2 separate regions of the Mus musculus genome follow, and region 1 is linked to region 2. The links are chromatin contacts, called in public HiChIP or PLAC-seq maps. All regions are on one chromosome and are shown on one strand. The core of a region is the stretch at or near the end of the contact, and the rest is flanking DNA. Distances in the headings are between cores, read along the strand shown. Region 1 holds the start of Trpm4 (transient receptor potential cation channel, subfamily M, member 4). Region 2 holds the start of Kcnc3 (potassium voltage gated channel, Shaw-related subfamily, member 3).

What was found. HiChIP or PLAC-seq counts read pairs in DNA pulled down with a chosen protein or histone mark.
Region 1: a FOXA1 HiChIP or PLAC-seq map of pancreatic cancer cells shows a contact between it and region 2. The contact joins the promoter of Trpm4 here to the promoter of Kcnc3 in region 2.

The regions. Positions count from the first base shown.
Region 1 is chr7:45,331,230-45,336,289 of GRCm38.p6, forward strand. Trpm4 (transient receptor potential cation channel, subfamily M, member 4) reads right to left here and starts at 2,551. Exons shown (of 25, transcript NM_175130.4): 1 at 2,458-2,551; 2 at 2,153-2,223. The coding sequence starts at 2,481. It overlaps Hrc (histidine rich calcium binding protein), which reads left to right and starts at 4,040. Exons shown (of 6, transcript NM_010473.2): 1 at 4,040-5,060. The coding sequence starts at 4,198.
Region 2 is chr7:44,588,586-44,593,681 of GRCm38.p6, forward strand. Kcnc3 (potassium voltage gated channel, Shaw-related subfamily, member 3) reads left to right here and starts at 2,301. Exons shown (of 4, transcript NM_008422.2): 1 at 2,301-3,173. The coding sequence starts at 2,301.

The DNA of each region.
Region 1 (5,060 bases), core at 1,301-3,800, 740 kb after region 2:
TTCCCTTGCCCGCCTGCCTCCTGTCACCTTTGCTCCGTGTGGCTGTGAGGCACAATGGCTCCATTCAAGTGTCATCTCACTGTCAGAAGGTGAGACATTCCACTGGCCACCATGGAATGCACCCCTTCTGGAAACCTTGGCCTGGTCCTTCCTCTCCTCAAAACTGTAATGCACCTCTCATGGTGTCTTTCTTTTCCCTCTGCTTCCCTCAGAGCACCCAGGATCCATGCTAGCCTCCTGGCTACCCCTCAATGACACGCTAGCCCATCAACCCCAGAGGCCGAGAGAGACAGTTAAGACACTTCAGCAGCCGCTAGCACTTGTCTTAAAGGTGTTAAGAGATGTGTGTGTGTGGGGGGGGGGTGTTGGGTGAGTGTTTTGGTTTTTAATTTTGTGGGTGAGGATTTGCCTGCATGTGTGTCTGTGTACCGTAGGTGTGCAGTGCCTGTGAAGGCCAGAAGAGGGCGTCAGATCCACTGGAATGGGAGTTACAGGTGGTTGTGAGCTGCCTGGGCAGTGCTGGGCACTGAGTGCTTGTCTATAACAGCAGCCAGAGTTACTAACCACGGGACCATCTCTACAGCCCCTGGTGGCTTTCTGGTGCTCAGGTTTCTTGGGTTTGGGTTTTTGGTCCTGGGAACGGAACCCAACACATGCTAAGTATGTGTGCTACCCCTGAATTACACCCTAAGCCCAGAGGTGTAAGAAGGAAAGAAGAGGAAGGCGAGAGAGACAGGGGGCCTTTGTATTTTCCTCACCTGCCTCCATGGATTCAATCTCCACCTATAGCTGGGACCTCAGACCCCAGTATGAATCTCACTCTTCTGCTAAGTACCAGCAGGGTCCCAATCCTCCCCTGCCCGTCTCCAAGGCCCATCATGTACACAGAAGGACCGGCACTCAGCATCCCCTTCCAAACCTGCTTCTTCTCCTGGGCTCATCATCTTGGTGATGGTCCCAATCTCTTCTCACCTTTCTGAATTCCTACCCGCCCTCACGCAGCCCCAGGAAACCACACTCGGGATGGCCTCTGAGAGCCCATGAGGTCTACCACCAACCTTCCCACTCACAACACTCTTGACAGCCTGAACTCTGCTCTACTTTCAAGCCACGCTGGGCTGTCCTTAGGGAGGACTTCGACCGAGCACTTCCAAGGCCCAGAGCCACCTTCAAAGCACCACACTGCACCATCTTTCCAATGACACCTGTAGCCCACCAGCTCCCATCTTGTCCCACTGACTTTAGTCACGCTGTCTGTGACCCTCTGCCAGACCCACCAGTAAACCAGTATCTCTGTTTATTTATACAACATTTTCCTGTCCCACACTGGTGGGACAACAGGCTCCTGATAAAGTCACACTAAGGAAATCAGGTGTCACTGCCCCAAGGCCAAAAGTCTACCCTGAGAACTGAGTTAAAGCTGGACCCCGCTAGGGAGACTAAGCATGCAGCCAAGAAGCCTATAGGGCTTGCTCCTGTCCCCTGCCACCTACAGCACAGCACAGCTTGCAGTGGCAATTGCCCTCTTCTTCTCATGGGAGTTGCAGATATTCCCGGATGTTTATTAGATGTTATTAGGTGATGGGCAGAGTTCCAGAAATGTCCCAGAGTGACCTTGTTTAGTTTGCACAGCGGCCCCAGAAGGGAGGAGCTGTTCTGTGCCCAGGTGACAAGCGCAGCCCTAGAAGGGAATTACTATCCCAAAGCTGCAGAGCTATGTAAGGCTGGCAGGGCTGTGTGGCTATGCTCGCTGAGCCGGGATGACACAGAAAGCCGAAGCAGAGACAAATGACACAAAGAGACAGAGACACAAAGACACAGAATGGATCCCCACCTAGAGGGGAATGAAGAATTCGGGGCGTGCCCTAAGCAGGGTGGCCCAAAACAAGGGCAGGGGGAGGGGTCTGTCTCAAGTGAAGGCGGGAAGGTCCTTAGTGGGCGGGGTCTGAGTGTGTTGAGCTGAGACTTCTGTGGTGGGTGGGGTGTGTCTGTGCACCAAGACCTCCTGCGGTAGGCAGTGAAGGTCAGTCTGTGGTGGGCACCCTTGTCTGCGTTGAGTGGGGCGAGTCCAGTCTATGGGGGCGGAGCCTGTCTGCAGTGGGGCAGGGCCCGCGAACCTACGCTGCCAGGTCAGCAGCCCCGAACTGCTCACCCCGCATCATCGGAGAGGTCCACTATGAACGTCGTGCACACCTTCTTCCTGAAGATCTTAGGGATCCAGCTCTGAGAACCGGAACAAGAAGGGCAGGGCAGGGAGTCGAGTCAGACCCACAGGATTCGAAGACAACCCCGCGCGCCCACGGGACACACTGGGAACTCCTCCCTCGGGCTCAGCCAGGAACCCACGCAGCTCGGTCTGGGAACTCCTGGTCCAGCCACTGCAGCATCTGACCCGGATCCCCGGAGCTGGCTCCGCCTCTGGACCCCACTCACTCCCAGCCCCACGCTGTGCGATACCTGCTCCTTCTCCGGCCCCACCATGCTGCTGCCGCAGCCCCTGAGGCTCCGTGTATTTCCTCCAGCCGCCGACCCGCCCGACCAAACCGGATCCGCAACTTCGCAGCCCAGCCCGGGGCGGGGAGTCCCGGGACACGTCACGGGAGGCGGGGAGAGGGCGGCTGCGGAGGAGGGACAAACTCTGCTGCCAAACCAGTGATGGGGTCGGTTTGGGGGACAAGAAAGACCGAGAGTTGGAAGGCAGAGCAAGCGGAGGAACGAAGGAAGCAGAGTGGGGCACACGATAGATGTCAGCCATGGGACAAACATAGATTCGGAGAGACAGAGACTGAGAGAAAGACCCAGAGAGAGAGAGACAGAAACTAAGAGAGGGACCCAGAGAAAGAAAAGGGGGCAGAGACCCAGAGAGAGAGAGAGAGAGAGAGAGAGAGAGAGAGAGAGAGAGAGAGAGAGAGAGAATATGAAGACAGCAATACAGAAAAAGAATGAGATATCCAGAGATAGTTAGAGACAGATAGAAATACAAAGTGATAGAGCAACAGAGTCCCAGATTCAGAGAGGAGAGACAGAGAGAACAGAGACACAGAGAGAACTAGAGAGAGAGACACACACACAGAGACAGAGATACAGGGAGAAAGAGAGAGACAGAGAGAGAGAAAACACACACACACAGAGGAGAGACAGAGACAAACACAGACACACACACAGAGACAGACAGACACACAGAGAGACAGGCACACACACACAGAGACAGACAGACACACACAGAGAAACAGACAGACAGACACACACACACAGAAAGAGAGAGAGAGAAGAATCAAAGAGAAGGATCAGGGAAGACACAGTAGGAGAGGAGAGGTTAGAATCCTGAGAAGAAACACGGAAGCTCAGAACAGTGACTATAATGGGGGGGGGGGGGTTGACTCATAAAGGACAAAAACTCAAAGACGGTGGATATACTGACAAGTGTGGGGTGGGTGACACTGACCAGCAGAGAAGGCAGTGACACCTGTTTGCAGCCAAGTCCCTTTGGTGGGGACAGCTGAGGCCTAGTAACCTGAGCCCCCAGCACCTCCCCCCTGTTGTATTTATAGCACTGGTCTGGTCCCCTGTCCCCAGATCTGAGTTCCAGTGAGAGGAGGTCATGGGGTGTTGGGCACAGTATTCCTTCACTGTCTTCCACAGCTTCTGCAGGACACCACTGTCACACCGAATGTCCCATTCTGCCTGCACGCTTCCCAGTGTTTACCTTGCAGGGGGCCCTCTGCTCCTGCATCCTCCTCTCCCAGAGCCCCAGGCTTTCCCAGCAAGACACTCTAAACGTTCAGCCTTTGTGCTAAAAATGCCAAACTTGAGCTTGTCACGTCCCTGCCTCCCCCCCCCCGCCCCCGCCATGAAGACCCCTCCACCACCCAGTCCTGAGCCAGAGGAACAGGAGGGGAGGGGCAGGCAGGGAGTGACCAGAATAACTTAGGCTCTGGATAAATTTAGCAGCAAGAAGGGGAGGGGACAGACCCCATTGGTCCAGCAGTGGGAAGGGAGGTCCTGGAACCAGGGTCACAGCTGCAAAGGGGACATCCTCAGAGGGTCATCCAAGACCTGAGGAAGATAGAGAGGCAGAGAGTGGGAGCTATACCACGACAAAAGGGACAATCTGAAAGTCAAAGCCAAAAAGGCACAAGGACCCATCAGAGGCAGCTGAAGCCAGCCTGGTCAGACGCTCAGCTGCTAAACGTCCCCATGGGCTTCCAGGGGCCATGGTTGCACACTTGTCTCCTTTGGGCCACAGTGGCCATCCTGCTGGTCCCTCCAGTGGTGACCCAGGAGTTGAGAGGGGCCGGTCTGGGCCTGGGCAACTGGAACAACAATGCAGGCATCCCTGGGTCCTCAGAGGACCTATCAACTGAGTTTGGTCACCACATCCACCGGGGATATCAAGGTGAGAAGGACAGAGGCCACAGAGAAGAGGGTGAAGACTTCTCCAGGGAATATGGCCACAGGGTCCAAGACCACAGGTACCCTGGCCGCGAGGTTGGAGAGGAGAATGTCTCTGAAGAGGTCTTCAGAGGGCATGTTAGACAGCTCCACGGGCACCGGGAACATGACAATGAAGATTTAGGAGACTCGGCAGAGAACCACCTCCCCAGACAGAGGAGCCACAGCCACGAAGATGAGGATGGCATTGTCTCCAGTGAGTATCACCGTCACGTCCCCAGGCATGCCCACCATGGCCACGGAGAGGAAGATGATGACGATGATGGAGGAGAGGAGGAGGAGAGGGTGGATGTGATGGAGGACTCTGATGATAATGAACACCAGGTCCATGGTCACCAGAGCCACTCAAAGGAGAGAGATGAACTCCATCATGCCCACAGCCACAGGCACCAAGGCCACAGTGATGATGACGATGACGATGGTGTCTCTACTGAGCATGGACACCAAGCTCACAGATATCAGGATCATGAGGAGGAAGACGATGGGGACTCAGATGAAGACAGTCACACCCACAGAGTTCAAGGCCGAGAAGATGAAAATGATGATGAAGACGGTGACTCTGGTGAATACAGACACCATACCCAGGACCACCAAGGCCACAACGAAGA
Region 2 (5,096 bases), core at 1,051-3,550:
TCCATCAGAGTATTGAAGTCTCCAGAGGAGGGGGCTCCAGGGTCTGGAGGAGGGTGAGGATGCACTCCCGGGTCTGCAGGACAGGCCCCATTTCTGCAACTCTCCTGGAGCGACAGACTCAACTACTGCCAGGACGGGGGTTAGACTGAGGTAGAGAACCCAGAAACAGAGGAACTAAAAATCTGGACCTGGAGACAGAGACCAAGGCAAGACTAGGGCCAAGAGACCCAGAGACAGAGAGGAACCAAGATCCAGGGAGAGAGGAAGACAGAGACCCTGAGAGAAACAAAAGCCCAGGGAGGGGTGGGGATAGGAAGCTGGGGAAGAGACTCAGAAAGGGAGAGACAGAGTCTGAGAGAGAGAGAGAGAGAGAGAGAGAGAGAGAGAGAGAGATCCAGATGGGGAAGATAAGTGACCGAGAGAGAGAACCTGATACCTAGAGGAGGGGGACAAAGACCCAAAGGAGAAAGGAGAGATCCACATATAGAGACATGGAGAAACAGATTTAGAAAAGAGAAACCGGATACGTAGAGTGGTGGGGACAGGTAGGAGGACAGAGACAGCGGAGAAAGGTGACAAACACACATTAGCGGGAACGGGTCTGGAGACGGGAATACGAACCCGCGTAAAGCCTGCAGAGGAAGGCGAGGAGCCAGCGACCGCCGCAGCCCGTGACCCGCCCTCTTCGTTCCCGCAGGCGCCTCCTCCCGCTGCAGCCCCCGCCGCAGCCACTGCACTCGCGCACTGCCGGCCCTGCGCCTAAGACCGCCCAGAGGGCGGGGCCTACCCGCTCGGAGGTGTGAGGTCTTTCCTCTGGCTTCTCACTTTTCCCTCCATAACCCCGCCCCTTCCCAATGGTCCCGTCTGACCTCGTGGCTGAGAGGCTGTTGTCCGTGCTCCCGGTGGCGCTCTTTCCTGCATGCCTGGTCCCCACTCCTTTACCCATCTCTTGGCCCTTCTGTCTGCACTCTTTGTTGTCTACGCTTCATCCCCTTTCTTCCACCAGCTGGCAACTTTTGCCCCTTCCCTAAGACGTAGTGGACCATCCTCCGGGGTCTCTACCAATGAATCTCTCTATTCCAGCCCACCCCCAGCCCCGTGCCCAGCAATGAGTGTCCTTCCCCTAACAGGCATCTCATTTCCAGAACTCCATCCCACCAGCCTGGAGGCTTCTGGCTCTCTAAATGCTCATTTTTAGCGCCCCACTTTGCCATCCACTTACTAGTCGCATCTTCCTCTGGACTATTGAAGGTGTTTCATATAAGATATAGACCCTGTCCATCTGCCTGTGTCTCCCATTCGTCCGGATCCTCTTCGCCCAGGTCTAACCCCGTCTAACGAAGTCCAAATTTGCAACATCCAGTTGGACATGGTGGTGCTCATCTGTCATCTCAGCTACTTGGGATGCTAATGTTGAAGCAGGAGGACAGCGAACCTAAGACCTCCCTCAACTCCACAACTTGCAGCCTCCGCCCCTCCCCAGCTTTCATCCAGAGGCTCCCAGGCCTCGCCTTCCTTCCTTTACCATAGCGTCCCAGTATCTTCCGCTTCGACTGTCTCCTGTGAGTTTTTTTATTTAATCAAGTTCCAACTCCACCTCTAGTTCCCTTGTACCGCCCTCACCCCAGTTGAGACCCTCCCCCCTCATTGTCGCGGCCCAATAAGGATTGTTAATAATCTCTTGGGCTCGCTGCATCCAATTACTCCTACTTTCCCGTTCATTTGCCTTTTCAGTGCAGGTCCCGCCTGCCCGGGCTCTAGGCAATTTGTTTTCTTTTTGTCAGCTTCTCTTGTTGTGACTTCTTTCCCCCCACCCACCACCCCCCAACCCGTTCCTCACCCCTACCCCCACCAGAATTGATAGGCCTTTTTTTTTCGAGGCAGAGTCTCATGCAGCCCAGGCTGGCCTCTATCTCACTTTGTAGCATGACCTTGAACGCCTGATCCCCCTTCCTTCACGGTACCTGGCTCTTTCCCATACCTGGCTCTGAGGTCTCCATTTTCGCTGTGCTGCTGAGTTAGGCATTTTTAGGGTCCCCTTGACGCCCCGCCCTCTCCTAGGTAGGATCCAATCCCTGAGCTTTCTGTGCAACCCCACCTCCTCTAGCTAGGCTGGGTCGGAGTCTGCCTAGCCGTGGCCCCGCCCAGTCGCTCAGCCCAATCAGCTCGTGCCCTCCCTCCACCTGCCCAATCACACCCTCCCATCCATTCATCGCCTCCTCCTGTCCAATCACGTCTGCCTCTCTACCCGGGCCCCGCCCCCGAGACCCTGCCCCCTCCCAGCCCCGCCTCCCTGTCCAATGCTCAGTTCAGTGTGCGTCTGGTCGTTCCGCGGGCGCCAGGGGACCGGCAAGCAGCAGCCTCAGCCGGTGCCAACGCCGCAGCCGCCTGAGTCCTCACCGCCGCCTCTGCCGCCGCCGCAGCAGCAGCAGTGCTCTCAGCCCGGCACTGCCGCCTCCCCGGCGGGTGCCCCGCTTTCCTGCGGGCCTGGGGGCCGGCGTGCCGAGCCATGCCCCGGGCTGCCGGCGGTGGCCATGGGGCGGCACGGCGGCGGCGGCGGCGACAGCGGTAAGATCGTGATCAACGTGGGCGGCGTGCGCCATGAGACGTACCGCTCCACGTTGCGCACCCTGCCAGGGACCAGACTGGCCGGGCTGACCGAGCCCGAGGCGGCCGCGCGCTTTGACTACGACCCGGGCACGGACGAGTTCTTCTTCGACCGTCACCCGGGCGTCTTCGCCTACGTGCTCAACTACTACCGCACCGGCAAACTGCACTGCCCGGCCGACGTGTGCGGGCCGCTCTTCGAGGAGGAGCTGGGCTTCTGGGGCATAGACGAGACGGACGTGGAGGCCTGCTGCTGGATGACCTATCGCCAGCACCGTGACGCTGAGGAGGCACTGGACTCTTTCGAGGCCCCGGACTCCTCGGCCAACGCCAACGCCAACGCCGGAGGCGCGCACGATGCGGGACTGGACGACGAGGCGGGCGCAGGAGGCGGCGGCCTGGACGGGGCAGGCGGCGAGCTCAAGCGTCTGTGTTTTCAGGACGCGGGCGGAGGTGCCGGAGGACCTGCCGGGGGCGCGGGCGGCGCGGGCGGCACCTGGTGGCGGCGCTGGCAGCCCCGTGTGTGGGCGCTTTTTGAGGACCCCTACTCGTCGCGGGCTGCCAGGGTGAGCGCGCTCTCCGAGCACTCCTAATTATCCCAACCGCTCTGTTTCCGGAGCACTCCATCCCAGTGTCCCTCCTCCTCTTGAGCCCTCCAGTTCTCTGGAAGCCCTTCCTCCTTGCAGCTGGAGTTCCCTGCACCCCTGCAAACACACCCCTCTCTTTAGACCACCCTTCCAAGGACACCTCCCGAAAACTTAAGCGTCCCTGGGACCTTCTAAACCCCAACTCGCTGCTGCTCCTAGTCATCATAGATCCTGGGGAACAGCTTCCTAGCTGGATTTCCCTGACAGTCCTACCCCACCTTTCTCACACACCTTCTGAGACCTTTGGCAGGTCCCCAGAATGGCCTCAGCCTCTTCAAAACTTCTCCCACTGTCCCTTGAACACTCCAAAGCCATTTTCTTATTCCCGATCCTCAGTGTCCCAGGTCCCACCCATCTCCAGACCCTCTGAAGTTCCATCTCCATCTCTCCCTCCTTGGAGCCCTCCCTCATTCTCCCTGGGCCCAACTCCTAGATCTGTTTTTCTCTCAACTTTGGGCCTCCTGGCTGTTTGTGATCTTCTGCTCTTAGCTCTCAAAAGTTCTAGAAGATCTCCGCCCCCCAAGGAACCCTCAGAGCCTTCTGAACCTCCAAACTACTGGTCCTAGTCAGGACAGTTTCCCACAATCTAGCTGAGTGTGTGCTGGGGGTGGCGTCTTCCTTTCTAAACCCTTAAATCCTTCACCGTCTTTACCAGCCTCCTTCAAAGGACTTCCTCCCTCGAGTCCAGCAGGTTCCACTCCTGTGTCTCCAAAAGAGCCCTATGTTATACTTATCCTCTCCAGTACCCCCAGTATGTGTGTCGTTCCCCCCCCTCCCACCGAATTGCTCACAGTTCGTATATCCTTCCCTCCAACTGCACACCTGCCCTGTGTCTCCGGGATTAATTTCATTTCCATCCCTCCTTCCCCGGTTACTTTCTCATTCTGCCAAGTGACTTTCAGAAGTTTGTGTCACCTCAAATCCAAGTCATCAACCCAGAAATTTCTCAATTCTCACCCCAGCCCCTCCTGGGATAGCTCAACCCGCAAGGTTCTCCTCTCCCAGCCTTGCTCCCCTCACCCTCTCACCCCCACTTCCCCACACCCCCTACCATCACTCTTCTGTTTGCTTCCCCTGGTGTAAACCCAGAACCCTCCGCGGTCCTCCTCTCTTCTCCACCCTCTCCTTTCTTAGAAACCCCAGAGTCCCTCAAAGAGCTCTCCTGGAAGTTTATAAGCCTCAGTAACTTCCCAGGCCTCATGAAGACTCTCTTGATAGCTCTGGTCATAGTTTCTTTTCTCCCCCCGCCCCTTCCTGAAACTTCCTTTGGGCCAAGAGACCCTGGAACGAGGTATGTGGGAATAGCTTGGGGGTGAGTTCAGGAAAAGAGGGGGCATTAGCAAAAGTGGGTAACGGGAGAGCCATTCTCCACTCGCCCCCGCCCCCCACCGTGCTGCGTCCTGGGCCAGGAAGGACGCTGAGCCGCAGTGCCGCATTCGTACTGCGGGGGGGAGGGGGGGGAACAAAGTGGGGGGAACGGAGGCTTCACATAAAGTTTAGTCCCTGAGAAGCGCTGAATTGGCGACATTTGGGGTTGAGTTGGGGGGAAGGGGAAAGTAAGAGGGGCAGGAGGGACATGGCCCCAGATGCTCCTTTGGGCCTCTGAGCATCTCCTCCCCCACTCGATGGCCTGAGTAGTCCTTCATTCTTTGACCCCATTGAAGGGTGCTGAAACAGAGATAGATTCTTTGGGTGACAGTCAGATTAGGGGTTGAGAATTGCTACGAAGGTTACTCATTTATTTGTACTGTTTTTAAAAATTATTTATTTGAGTATCTACTGTGTGCCGGTACTTTCCAACCTCCAGGTGGACCTTCTTGCAAGTTGGGACCGTAAACCACC